2 separate regions of the Bombyx mori genome follow, and region 1 is linked to region 2. A link is a contact called in public Hi-C data. All regions are on one chromosome and are shown on one strand. The core of a region is the stretch at or near the end of the contact, and the rest is flanking DNA. Distances in the headings are between cores, read along the strand shown.

Region 1 (7,073 bases), core at 3,010-5,509, 240 kb after region 2:
GTCGAATACTTCATTGCTTAAGGTCGTGTTCTTGAAAGCCCTTCCACCTTCCATTTGCTTCGGTTTTCGGCTTCTCTCAGGGCATTCGCAACAGAGAGTCCAGGGAGCGCAGTTATCTGATCCGACCAACGGTTTGGAGGCCGGCCGGCGGGTCTTTTCGCTACTGCCATTTATTCAATACAGGCAGTCTCTAATTTTCAATAATTCGTACGAGACAGACTTGCCGACCCAAGTCAGCGGGGACGGTGTGTCGGAGATCGGAGAAGGAGTGCGACCTCCCGGAGTACTGCACCGGGCAGTCCGAGTTCTGTCCGGACGACGTTTACAAGATGGACACCATACCGTGCAACCATGGACAGGTACGAACGCACACAACAATGGTCGCTCTATAACAAATTTTGATACTGTATACCGTTAAATTGGGGGGAATCGGGACACTTTTTAAGTTCGACATTGATTTTTATCGTTTTTTTGTTTTTTAGTTATAGTAATAAAACGGAGATAATAATTGATCCGTTTGTTTAAATTTTCATTTATAATGCATTAAGATATAGTTTATTAAAGAATAATCATAAAAAGTTACAAAAACTCACTTGTCCCTATGCATCCAGGCGTTGGGTGAATCGGGTCGCTTAAGGGACAATAGAGTTTTTCGATAGGGCTGGCACTATTTAGTTGTTAGGTAGGTACGTAACTTTAGGTAGTTAACTTTTTAATATCTTTGAGTTACAAAACTTTTATGACTAAATTAAACTATTTAATATTCTTAAACACTAAATAAAAGTCATTTTCAGTTCAACAAAGTTAAATCTAACAACTGAACAAAATAATTGTGACATCCAGATTTGTCCCTATTCTACCTTTAGTCCCTATTCCTCCCAATCTTATTGTACGTGGTAATCTAATGATGTTCATTCTAAATATAGGTTTCACGTTAAAATTATAAAAACTAAAATTTAACAAAAAATAAACAAAGAAACATAAATTTGTAATTTTTTTGTTATGTTTACGTGTTGAACAATTAGATAAATGATATTTTAAAAAAAGTATTAAATTTAGTTGTAACCGGTTCGTTCCGGTTTTAATTTATTTGACCTTCTTGACAATTCTTGCTTCTACTTTTTGGCAAGACAAAGTCAGACACACACAACGATTTAATTATTCTTAATTATTCTTAAGACGTTGACTGCCGTGTGGGTCACCGGTGCCCTGCGCGGCGAACTGAAATAATTATGTCGATTTCTGTTACTAAACGCCTGAATTGCCTAACCATGCCTTCCTTTGTTTGTTAATATGTGCATCTTTGGATTCGTCATTCGCAGATTCTAGTATATATTCCAGCGCTTTAATAAGAAGATCAGAGAAGAGATAAATCCGACGCAATTACTTGAGTGCGTCACGTGGGGCACCGGTGATCTAAGTGGCAATCAACGTGTTAAGATTCGTATTGGTTAAATCGTTTTACTCCAATTGGCCTGACTTTGTCTTGCCAAAAAGTAGCAGCGAGTAGTGTAGAGGGTAATTAATTAAAACCGGAACGAACCGGTTATGAAATGAATATGAAATCTCATGAATATGAATGGTTGCAGGCGTACTGCGTGAAGGGCTCTTGCCGCTCGCACACGGACCAGTGCCGGCTGCTGTGGGGCGTCACCGGGGAGAGCTCGCACGACAAGTGCTACATGTCAGCCAACGTCAAAGGGAACAAGTACGTGATTCAATAATATTTGTTATCTGTGACCCCGCAATGTACTGTAAAGTCGGTCATGTGCTGCCGCGAAGCAGTCCGCTTATACAGCACGTCAGTAAGTATCTATAGTCGGCATCAGTGCGCCATTTCGACAAAGCGGCACGACACGAGAACCCCCTCTTCGTGGCCGCCGGTAATTACATTCCCGATCCTGCGGAAAGAATGGAAAGCAGTCGACGTCGCCCAAAACACGTCATCTCGGATCCTCCCGATCCACTAACGGTGCTTTTAGGTACCTCAAGCACCGGTCACCGTTCTCGTCGAACCCGTCGCTTGCGACGAAGGGTTCGGCGAATAAAATGACTCATAGACACATCCCACCGAGTTTCTCACAGGATCTTCTCAGTGCGCCCCTTTTTTTTCTTTTTTTATTGCTTATATGGGTGGACGAGCTCGCAGCCCACCTGGTGTTAAGTGGTTACCGGAGCCCATAGACATCTAAAACGTAAATGCGCCACCCACCTTGAGATATAAGTTCTAAGGTCTCAGTATAGTTACAACGGCTGCTCCACTCTACAAACCGAAACGCATTACTGCTTCGCGGCAGAGAGGTGGTACCTACCTGCGCGGACTCACAAGAGGTCCTAACACCAGTAATTATGCAAATTATAATTTTGCGGGCTTCATTTTCATTACACGATGTAATTCTTCACCGTGAAGAAGTCAATCGTGAACATTTGTTGTGTACGTATTTCATTAGAAAAATTGGTATCCGCCTGAGATTCGAACACCGGTGCATCGCTCGACACGAACGCACCGGACGTCTTATACGTTAGGCCACGGCGACTTCAACCTTCAACGGTCCTACCACAATACAAATATTAACTCAACAGGAACGGCAACTGCGGCTACATCCGCCCCGCCCAGCGGTACGTGCCGTGCGCTTACGAGGACGCGCGCTGCGGCCTGCTGCAGTGCAGACACCTCAATGAGAAGCTGGAGTTCGGCATGGACTCGGTGGCGGCCGTCTCGGCGGTTTTCATCAACAATAACGGTACGCGATCGCCCAGCGTAACCTGCTCCGTCGTGCTTACTGAGCTGTTGCGACCGAGGACTCATCTGAGAATGGGCAGCAACGTTCTCTGAATGGCGTGCTATTTCACACCAGTAAAGAGTTTATAGCCGTTACTTAGCATCAATGAGCTCATTTAAAATCCGAATCCGCGAGACTCTTTTTTGATTTGATGGTTGGACGAGCTCACAGCCAAATCAAATCAAATCAAAATTTTTTTATTCAACATAAATGAAAGTACATACTTGTTGAACGTCAAAAGAACTATCGCCAATTCACAAAAACTAGCCTCCTTCTTGAGAAGAACTGGCAAGAAACTCAGCGGGCGTCTTTCTTTTTTAAATACATATTAGATTTTTTTTTAAATATCCATTTTTACAATGAGTATTATAACGTAACAATTATTACAATATTGAAATGCCCGGAGCGAGCAACTCATTCCCACTTTGTGCAATCTTCTAGCCCACCTGGTGTTAAGTGGTTACTGGAGCCCATAAACATCTACAACGTAAATGCGCCACCCACCTTGAGATATAATTTCTAAGGTCTCAGTATAGTTACAACGGCTGCCTTACCCTTCAAACCGAAACGCATTACTGCTTCACGGCAGTAATAGGCAGGGTGGTGCGGACTCACAAGAGGTTCTACCACCGGTAATGTTGTCGTTCTTAATTCTCAGCGGCCGCTGGCGGCTTGTTCCTTTGTAATCTGTTACTGATGTCCCTGAGCAACGGAATATGTTATTAAAATTTATGATCACCGAATTTTCGTTTTGTGTCGCGCGGTGACTTCCATGGGGAATGCGCTGAAAAATTGCTGAGGCGATTTCGTCTTCCTTTTAAACAGGGTTGAAGGGGCAACGACTTGGCTGAGCCTCTGGTATTGCTGATGTCAATTAGCGACGGTAACTGTTTACCACCACGTGGGCCGTATGTCCCTCTGCAATGCGCGTATCATAGATCGCAAGTGATATCGCAATGTTTTGATGGTAAAAAGCCATCGCTAATGAGAAAAAATACTAAGTAACAGAAGTTGTACTTTTTATGGCATTTGGGGGAAAAAATGAGAGTGTATTTTTTGTATACGATGATGGACTGCGCGTTGTAACATATAATTATATTTCATTGTGAAGATTTGGGTATTAATGTTTAAAGTTAAATATAATTTCGAATAAAATTATATACGGTTAGTCGGTAAATAATTCAATTACGCCACAGAAGTACAACTTCTTGCGTACTTTCCGTACTAATGTAAACATTGCTTATGGTTGGTTTTTGTTGTTGTTGTTGATTCTACACATAGTAATTTAAATAGAACTGTAATCGAATGAACACAGGTACGATAATACCGTGCCGGACGGCCATCATCGATTTGGGACTGGGAGACGTTGATCCCGGCCTCGTGCCCGACGGAGCCGCCTGCGGGGAGCACAAGGTGAGACGCACAGACGGCCGCACTCATGCGTAATGTTTGTATACACAGATGGCACGATAACGTATTGTCTGTCCGCCGGCAACTTGCACTACATTCAAGGCAGAGATCAGGGTTTGGTTCCGGACGGAGCCGCTTGTGGTGACGGGCGGGTGAGGCTATGTGTCCGAGAAGCGAAACGTGATAACGCTTCCCGCTAGCGGATAATTTGAAGCTTGCCATATGTTGGGACTGCCTTGTCCTTCCCCCCCCAATCCTCCCAATCCACTAACGGTGCTTTTAGGTACCCCAAGCACCGGTCATCGTTCTAGGGCTCGACGAGTAAATTAACCCTCAGACACAGCCCACTGAGTTTCTCGCCGGATCTTCTCAGTGAGTCGCGTTCCGATCCGGTGGTAGATTCTGCGAAGCACGGCTCTTGCTAGGATTCGTGTTAGCAACGTCATCAGGGTTGAGCCCCGTGAGCTCATCTACTAGTTAAGGCTACGCTGATATAGCCTCTCAAGGCTCTCAGCTTAAGTAGGAAAAAAAAGATCCTTTTCCTTTATTCCTTCTCAATCCGCTGTCCACGCCATCTTTTGACACTATAGTAAAAACTACGTGTGTGAAAACGAAGAGTGTGTGTAAAACTTAAACACGGTGCAAAAACGATAAAATTTTGATTCGTTGATCAATCAGCACATATAACTCTCGCCAGTGAGAAAATAGAAAAGATCAACGAACTATGGAGTGAGTCCTAAAACTTTCCTCAGTCCTTTTCTCAGTCCCTAACATATTTAAATTCAAAACCAATTAGTATTAGGTACGGTCAACAGAATAGGCACAATTAAAAGCGTGGTGGTATAGGACGTGTTGTGAGCCCGCACGGGTAGGGACCACCACATGCATACGTCCCACTTTGTAGGGTGGGGCAACCATTTTTCTATAGAACTGAGACTTGGAATTAATTTTGCAAGTTGGGTGGTGGAATTTAAACTGTTGATGCCTATGGACTCCGGTAACTGTTTAACTCTATATGGGCCGCGATATCGTCGACCCATCTAAAAATAAACAAAGAGTAACCACCACAAAGGATTCTTTCAAAAATCACTTTTAACGTACTAATAATTATGTTGTATTTTGTTTATCTCTCGTTCGCTTACAAGTGCTCGCCGCATCGCCAAGCCGTTTCACTAACATTTCAGCTTTATTTATTAACTTACCTTCATCTGTTTTTAATGAATTTACAATTCAAACGTGATAAAAATGTGGTAAATAATATGAATTTTTCTCTGGTAACAACTAATACTATATGTAAAAAATGAATATTTCTTTGTCCAAGTTTTAGGGAAATCGCTCCTCCGAATGAGTTGATTGTTCTGAGGTAATTGAGACAGATAGGGATGGGGGTCATTGTGGGAATTGGGAGACCCTAATATTTTTAACCTCATCTTTGACTGACAGTATGGTGCCTTTGTGATCACCCATGGGTAGGTCCAATTGCCATGTTTAGTTCTGTCGTGAAGCACCATATGGGTGGTGTTATTTATGTAGCCATGCTTATTAGCTCTAAGAACCACTCAATACCAAACGGACCGTGAACTCGTTGGCCCGTCAAAAAAAAACCTAATTTGCTTTCGAATATCGAATAGTTAAAAACTGTCACATTTATTTAGAATTCGTCGAGAGAAATTTGCCGAAACGATTATTTCTAAATTCCCAATGTACTCCGGTGCGATTTGTACCGGTGTTCGAGTTCCGAAAATAGTTACCAATCGCCATAAAAAGAACTAATGCTTGATTCATATTCACGAGACAAACTTCCACGATGAAGGAGTAACATCTCCAAATAGCATTATACACGATCGGTGTTTATCTGTCTCTTTCTCCGCTGTCTATCTGTCTCTTTCTCCGCTGTCTAACTATCTCTTTCTCCGCTGTCTATCTGTCTCTTTCTCCGCTGTCTAACTATCTCTTTCTCCGCTTTCTTCTTTCAACGCATGCAGGTGATTTTCGTACGACTCTCGGTAATGGAAAGAGCGATAAACGAGGAAGGTTTGTTTATACAATTTCTAAATACGTTAGATAAGATTGCTGGACCATCGCGGTGCTATATAAAAAGAAAGGGGTTTCCACGCTAACGAAACCGCGGGCGGAATACTAGTCGTGTAATGAAATTGATATTCGCAATTTTTGGTCTATTTGCGTAATACCTGGCGCTGGGGTGCATTGTAAACCCGCTCCGGTAAGTGCCGCCGTCATCCCTGTTTCCGTCACGAAGCAGTAATGCGTTTCGATTTAAAGGGCCGTGGAAGGCGTTGTACTGTTAAAATTGAGGCTTAGAACTCATGCCTCAACTTGTGTGGCGGCATTTACGTTATGCTAATATCTGTGAGCTCCAGTAACCGCTTAACACCAGGGAGGCCGTGAGCTCATTCACCCATCTAAGCAGCGAAAAAAATATAGTGCGCGTGCAACTTGGTGCACGTGAAAGAAGTGAAACTTCTCTGCGGTGTGTAGTATTGTGATTTTCTTAATTTTTCATCCTTAAGTAAATCAAATTTCTCTTGTAATAAGGAATGGTGTGCTTAAGAAAAACGACCTAGCTCTCTTTGTACTTTCCCTATCTCCACGGTCGAGTGGTTCGCGAGAGGCTCTGCCTATTTTCTCACTCTCACTCTTCCTAAATTGTATCTTCATTCTCTAGCCATAATGAATCTATCGCGAGTTTAATTTTACTTTCAACGCGCCTAAAGAAGTTTCACTTCAAAAATGTAAGAACTGCATGATCTTGTAATAAAGGGTTCCCTTCGATAATCGTTTTTCAGATGTGCTTGAAACAAAGGTGCGTGTCCGTTGAGTCCGTCCGGGAGACGATAGTCAACAAGCACTCGTCGATCT
Region 2 (6,674 bases), core at 2,796-5,295:
GACAAACAGTGTGAAATGGGTTACCGGCCATGTCAATGTAAGCGACCAGGCGTTGCATGGAAATAATGCTACTGGAAAACCTGTATCTATGCTTAAAAACATCATAAAAATAGGTAACTGGAATGTCCGTGGCTTGCTGCAACCGGGTAAACTAATAATGATAGAAAAGGAACTCGTTAGGTGTGGAATAGCCGTATGTGGACTGAGCGAAACTCACTGGAAAGGAAGAGATCTCGTGGAAGAATCCCCATGCGTTGGACTGATCAGGTGGAAGACCTTACTGAAACCCCACTTAACGCGTGAGTGCGCCGGGTCTCGATTCGCAAACTATGAAAAACATCTATCAAGGCATATAAGCAAGAATTCCACATGACCACGACTGCTCTGCCAAGAGCAACCGATTATCATGAATGATGGTAGAGGGGATCTTAATTTGAGGTCAGATGATGAACGTTATGTGTTAATAATTAATCTGAATATAGTTATTTTAAAACTAGCCTGTATTCCGTGGGGTCGATGTTGAGTACTTTGGGCCTGCATTCTCGGTCCAAGCACACCACGCGCGCGCCCGTCTCCGTCGACAGCACGCGCACCGCGTACACGGGCACGTCCAGAGTGCGGATGATGCCGTAATCGCTGTGGGAAAAACAACAACAAAAACTCACGTCATTACGGACCCTCCCGATCCATTAACGGTGCTTTTAGGTACCTCAAGCACCGGTCACCGTCCTCGTCGAACCCATCGACTAGTAAATTAACCCATAGACACAGCCCACTGAGTTTCTCGTCAGATCTTCTCAGTGGGTCGCGTTTCTGATTCGGTGGTAGATTCTGTGAAGCACTGCTCTTGGTAGAGCCAGTGTTAGCAGTACTCCGGTTTGAGCCGCGTGAGCTCACCTAATAGTTCGGTGAATCTAGAATAACCCCTCGAGGTTAATAGAATATGTAGAAAAAAAAAACACGTGTGGCACTCGGGGACTGTCGCGGTAAAGCTATGGCATAGCATATTTTATCAACTTATGCCATTATAATTAAACAATGATAATTTAATATTAAAAATAATAATAAAATAAGAATACGCTATATTTATAAACATTAACAAAAGCAAAACATTAACTCTCCCCTTCAACTCATAAGCTAGACCACGCGCGAGAGAGAGATGGGCAGACTTTTCATGATGCGCATGCAGTGCGACGTCACGCCGCGCGCTTATTTACAAACACTACACAAGCGCAACGTGTGAATGTGTTAGACGCGAGCTACATGGTAGGCGGAGTGGAGGGTGTTAGGTTTTATTTTCGTTACGGAACTTCTTGATTTAGTCGCCGCGCTCAAAGCCCGCGATAAAAGCTATGCAATAGCTTAAGAAAGAAAAAAAACATTGCATCGTTTTCTTTGACAGTCGCCATTGTGGTTAGCGAAGACCATAGAGATTTTAAAACATGAGCACAGGCGATAAATCGTTCCTTCAAACTGGAATGTACCACTACTTCCAGCACATCCTAGCGATTCTACTGACCAGAAGACACTCACCCGTCCTTACAGCAGTACTTGATGTGATTTGCCGTGGTGTATATGAACACGGGCTGCGGTGTGGAATCGTCGAAGGCGCCGGACTTGACTCTGGCCCCTTCGGTGATGCAGCACAGCTGCTCCAGCTTCTTGGTGCATAGTGTGACCGTGTGCTTGCCCAACAGAGCCACTATTGACATATCGGTATTCCAAATGGCGTAACGACATTTCGATACTTTCACCTGAAAATATGTAATTCAAATTAGCTATGTTATTTGTAGGCAGCGGCTTGGCTCTGCGCCTGGCATTGCTGAAGTCCATGGGCGACGGTAACCACTTACCATCAGGTGGGCCGTACGCTCGTCTGCCTACAAAGGCAATAAAAAAATAAAATAAAAATACATGTGTGCAATTCACACGTGGTAGAAGTGAAACCTTCCAAAATTAAAATACAATTATCCTAAACGTCTTAAGTATATGTAAAATTTTGTCATTAGTAAATAATTGTAAGGTAGCGCCCTCTATGAATTGATATTTTAATTTCACGTATAATCCTAAATTAAAATTCACTACAAGAGCTTTCATACACACGTTAGTATTAAAAAATCTCACAGATGGCGCTGTATTAAATAGTATGTATATTTCTATCTCATTCTTTGCTGGCTTCATCCTACACATTTTTGTATTTGTGTCTCTTACCTGTCGTTTTTTCCGTTGCATCCGGTTTGAAATCACAACGATTCTAAAGAAGTTTTCACTTCAAAATAAAAAAATTCAGCGAAGCACTGATCTTGCTAGGACCTTGCTTGCTCTTGTTAGCAAATTCTCTCAGGTTGAGCCCGTGAGCTCACCTACCCATCCGGGCTTAGCTGGAATAGACCCTTAAGCTCCAAATGAATAGGTAGGAAGAAAAAATCAGTACATTCCAATTTCAAAAATAATATAGCAGTTACCACAGTGCACGCACGCATACACGCACGCATGCACGCACGCTTGCACGCATTCACGTACCGTAACAGTAACAACCCAAATATTACTCACGGAAGCAATGGTCCTCTTCTGTTGTACGTCGAGCAGCTGCACGGAGTCGGCTTCGCGTAGCAGCAGCATCCCCGTGCCGGCGTACATGATCTCCTCGCAAGTCGGAGTCGAGATCTTCTTCGACACTTCGTTCTTCAGATTCCTGATCACAAGCTGTGGCGGGATGCGAGATTATCGTAAAACATTTAGACGCCTGATAAGATGATCAATGAAATGAAAAACCAATGTACAGTGCGTTTAAAATAAAAATGTGCACGTCAATGACCTTTTGCAGTAAAAAATATGGACAGCGACAACAAAAAAATTATCTTCTTTTTTTAGTCAATTTTTTGCATAATTATGAATACTATCCTATATAATTTTCATGAAATTTTGAGTACTGGTCGAGGTAAATTAAACATGAATTTAGATTATATTCAAAAAAATAATTCCACCTATTTAAAAATTAAGGCTGCAACACTGTCGGGCCCTATAATCTATGTATGGGACGAAGATGATGATGATTACTCAAGCAGTAGGATGAATGAAATCGGCAATCTCGAAGGTTTGGATTATAAATAAATATTTTAAAATTCCTACCTTTTTTACTGACTTTACCAATTTTTTTCGATTTGACAGCTATGACGTCACAATATGACGCAGGTCCATGCAAATTCTTATTTGAAACGCATTATATAGTTATATTCGTTAATGCGACAGCGAGTTGCATTTTTTTTTACTGCTCTTTTTGGCAGACGCGTACACGGTCCACCTTGTGGCGAGTGGTAAGACCTCTTGTGAGTCCGCGCGGGTAGGTACCACCACCCTGCCTATTTCTGCCGTGAAGCAGTAATGCGTTTCGGTTTGAAGGGTGGGGCAGCCGTTGTAACTATACTTGAGACCTTAGAACGTATATCTCAATGTGGGTGGCGCATTTACGCTGTGGATGTCTATGGGCTCCAGTAACCACTTAACACCAGGTGGGCTGTGAGCTCGTCCACCCATCTAAGCAATAAAAAAAAAACTCGTTTGAAAGGACATGTCATAGCGCTCCGGAAACACCGTGGAGGGGAGCTGATTCCAAAGCCGGATGGCACGTGGCAAAAAATGTATCTGGAAACGCACTGTGGATGACCGCAGTGGCTCCAGGTAGTATGGATGAACTCTACTCCGGTGGCGGGCGGTGCGATGGTAAGAACGAGATGTTGGGATCATTTCAAACAATAAACCAATTTACAAATCAACAAACAATCTAAAAACCAAGCAATTTTTTTTTATTGCCCTTGTAGGCTGAAGAGCATACGGCCCACCTGATGGTGAGTGGTTACCGTCGCCCATGGACTTCAGCAATGCCAGGGGCAGAGCCAAGCCGCTGCCTACCGATTACCTGGTTGTTCTTCTCTAGTGCGGCGAATCGATTCCTGGCGACCCAGATGGCGGTGGTGGCCTGCCCCCTGGCCGGCTCCGTACCCTCGGGCACGGCGCCGCTGTGGTCCCGGGGCGCGGCGTACAGCTCGTAAGAGCAGTTCTCACCGTTGCGCCACGTCACCAGCACGCACCACTCGGCGTGGTTCAACGACATGCTGAGCGCATAAAACACCGTAAAGGCTTCGTCAAACAGAACGCGTACTTAGCGCGCGTCACAACGCTAAACTGACGGCGCGGTATGACGCCGAGATGTGTTGCACTACTATGGTAATATACTGTCAAACAGAGGCCCAGCCACCCAGCGCTAGCAGTACGCAACGCCCTGTCAAGGCGTTAGCACGCTTTGACGTCAGGCGTTGTAATTTTTTACAAACTTAATTTTAGCGTCCGAGTGAAGGTGTATTAAAATACTGGATAATGCCCGAAAAATTGATAATATTAGTTAGAAAATACCCATGCTTATACAATGCCACATCTGAATCACTCGACATCTTTATACTTTTAAATTTTCACACTGCTATGGAAAGGCACTATGATTTGGCGAATGTTACGTTGCGTCAAGGAGCGTTGGGCTCATCTAGTCAATTTGTGTGACATGAAAAGAGCGCGACGTTAAAACGCAGCGCTAAGTACGCGTTCTGTTTGACGAAGCTTTAAATATACCGGAACAACCAATACAACGCCCACATTATGTAACCTATCGATAACTTTGACCTATCAATAAATTTTAAGCTGTAGGCAGCAGCTTGGCTCTGTCCCTGGCATTGCTGACGAACATGAGCGACGGTAACCACTTACCATCAGGTGGGCCGTATACTCGTCTGCCTGCTAAGGCAATATTTAAAAAAATAAAAAATTCTACACGTCGTCGTGTCGTCGTCGTGGCCTAAAGGATAAGACGTCCGATGCATTCGTGTTGAGCGATGCATCGGTGTTCGAATCCCGCAGGCGAGTACCAATTTTTCTAATGAAATACGTACTTAACAAATGTTCACGATTGACTTCCACGGTGAAGGAATAACATCGTGTAATAAAAATCAAACCCGCCAAATTATAATTTGCGTAATTACTAGTGGTAGGACCTCTTGTAAGTCCGCACGGGTAGGTATCATCATCTTGTCTATTTCTGCCGTAAATCAGTATCGCGTTTCGGTTTGAATGGTAGGGCAGCTATTTTCCTATAAAAACTGAGTTAGAACTGATGTCTTAACGTGTATGGCGGCATTTACGTTGTAGATGTCTATGAGTTCCACCACCACTTGACACCAGGTTGGACCGTGAGTTCGTCCGCCCGTCTAGGAAATAAATAAAAATCTCACTTACAGGTTGGAAATTTTATAAAAAAAAAAAACATGTTTTACTCTCCTAATTCTCGCACAGGTTTTACAATTTATGTTGTCACACAGTACCCGCTCCGAGCGTGAAGATAAACGGTACGTTATTCATGAATTAAATTCTCATTAAAAACTCACCTGTAAGGCTGTTGGCGACCACCGCCCTTCGACAAGTGCATAACTGGGGCGTCCCGGTTGGTCAGCATGTCTAACTTACGGAGGTGTCTGGAAAAACAACACAATTCATCTCATTATATAATCTAACTAGACTCAACTCGACTGAAGTTGTCCTCTTTAATGTAATATTGACATTAAAAAAAAATTTATTGAACGGATTTGTAAATCTAAACCATATTTACAAATAACACACACAAAAAAGTATTATGTCATTAGATTTAAATCACCAATTATTATCGTAATCACTGATTATTTAAGTAATTTGACCGTCTTTATGATTAAAATCAAGTCAAGTCAAGACCGAAATCCTCATATTTCAATGTTCCCCAAAGTATAGTGCCCACCGTGAGTGACCCTCTATGCTGATAATTATGAATATAAACTATTTTCAAATAAACTTGATCAAAATAAAAACACAAACCCCTTAGATTTTAATCACTAATTATTATTGTAATCTTCCATTGTTTAAGTAATTTAACCGTCTGTATGATTAAGATGGTGCCAAGTCAACAATGCAATGGGACATATTTCAATGTTCCCTGAAGTACATTGCCCACTGTAACCTTCTATGCTGATAGTTGTCAAAATAAACCATTTTCAAATTATATTGATAAAAAAAAGACAAAAACCTATTAGATTTTAATCACTAATTATTATTGTAATCTTCCATTGTTTAAGTAATTTAACCGTCTGTATGATTAATATGATGCCAAGTCAACAATGGAGTTCACATATTTCAATGTTCCCTGAAGTACAGTGCCGACTGTGGCCTCCTGTGCTGACGGGCCCACGAGTCCACGGGCCCAAGAGTTACTGGTGGTAGGACCTCTTGTGAGTCCGCACGGGTAGCTACCACCACCCTGCCTATTTCTGCCGTGAAGCAGTAATGCGTTTCGGTTTGAGGTGGCTGGGGCTGCCGTTGTAACTATACTTGAGACCTTAGAACTTTACTTTTCAAGGTGAGTGGCGCATTTACGTTGTAGATGTCTATGGGCTCCAGTAACCACTTAACACCAGGTGGGCTGTGAGCCCGTCCACCCATCTAAGCAATAAAAAAAAGTATCAAGATTACACTCTTGTACCTGTTTTTAATGTAGAACAGCATATTGTTGTGAACTGCATACGCTGGACGCTCACGTTGCAGCTTGAAGAGTACCATCCCACCGTCGTGTCCCGCCGCGAACAAGTTCAGCGTGGGGTGGG

What was found. Hi-C and Micro-C count contacts between places; a contact is called where the count stands out from the background.
Region 1: a contact with region 2 is called in a Hi-C map of middle silk gland, with 1.9 times the contacts expected there. The contact joins two enhancer-like sites. A contact is called at or near these places in 3 of 7 Hi-C or Micro-C datasets (middle silk gland, posterior silk gland and whole pupa).

Annotation. Positions count from the first base shown.
Region 1 is chr26:3,742,197-3,749,269 of ASM3026992v2, forward strand. LOC101738149 (disintegrin and metalloproteinase domain-containing protein 12) reads left to right here. Exons shown (of 17, transcript XM_038020719.2): 10 at 219-359; 11 at 1,590-1,708; 12 at 2,584-2,744; 13 at 4,099-4,196; 14 at 7,001-7,073. Among protein-coding and RNA genes, the nearest start is that of LOC134201472, 8.8 kb to the left of the region's middle. Within about 2 kb of position 4,260, at least 3 of the 8 cell types and tissues checked have open chromatin away from gene starts, as enhancers often do.
Region 2 is chr26:3,500,201-3,506,874 of ASM3026992v2, forward strand. It overlaps COPA (coatomer protein complex subunit alpha), which reads right to left. Exons shown (of 21, transcript NM_001172721.1): 6 at 6,554-6,674; 7 at 5,433-5,519; 8 at 3,920-4,115; 9 at 2,554-2,706; 10 at 1,534-1,754; 11 at 499-636. Among protein-coding and RNA genes, the nearest start is that of COPA, 8.8 kb to the right of the region's middle. Within about 2 kb of position 4,046, at least 3 of the 8 cell types and tissues checked have open chromatin away from gene starts, as enhancers often do.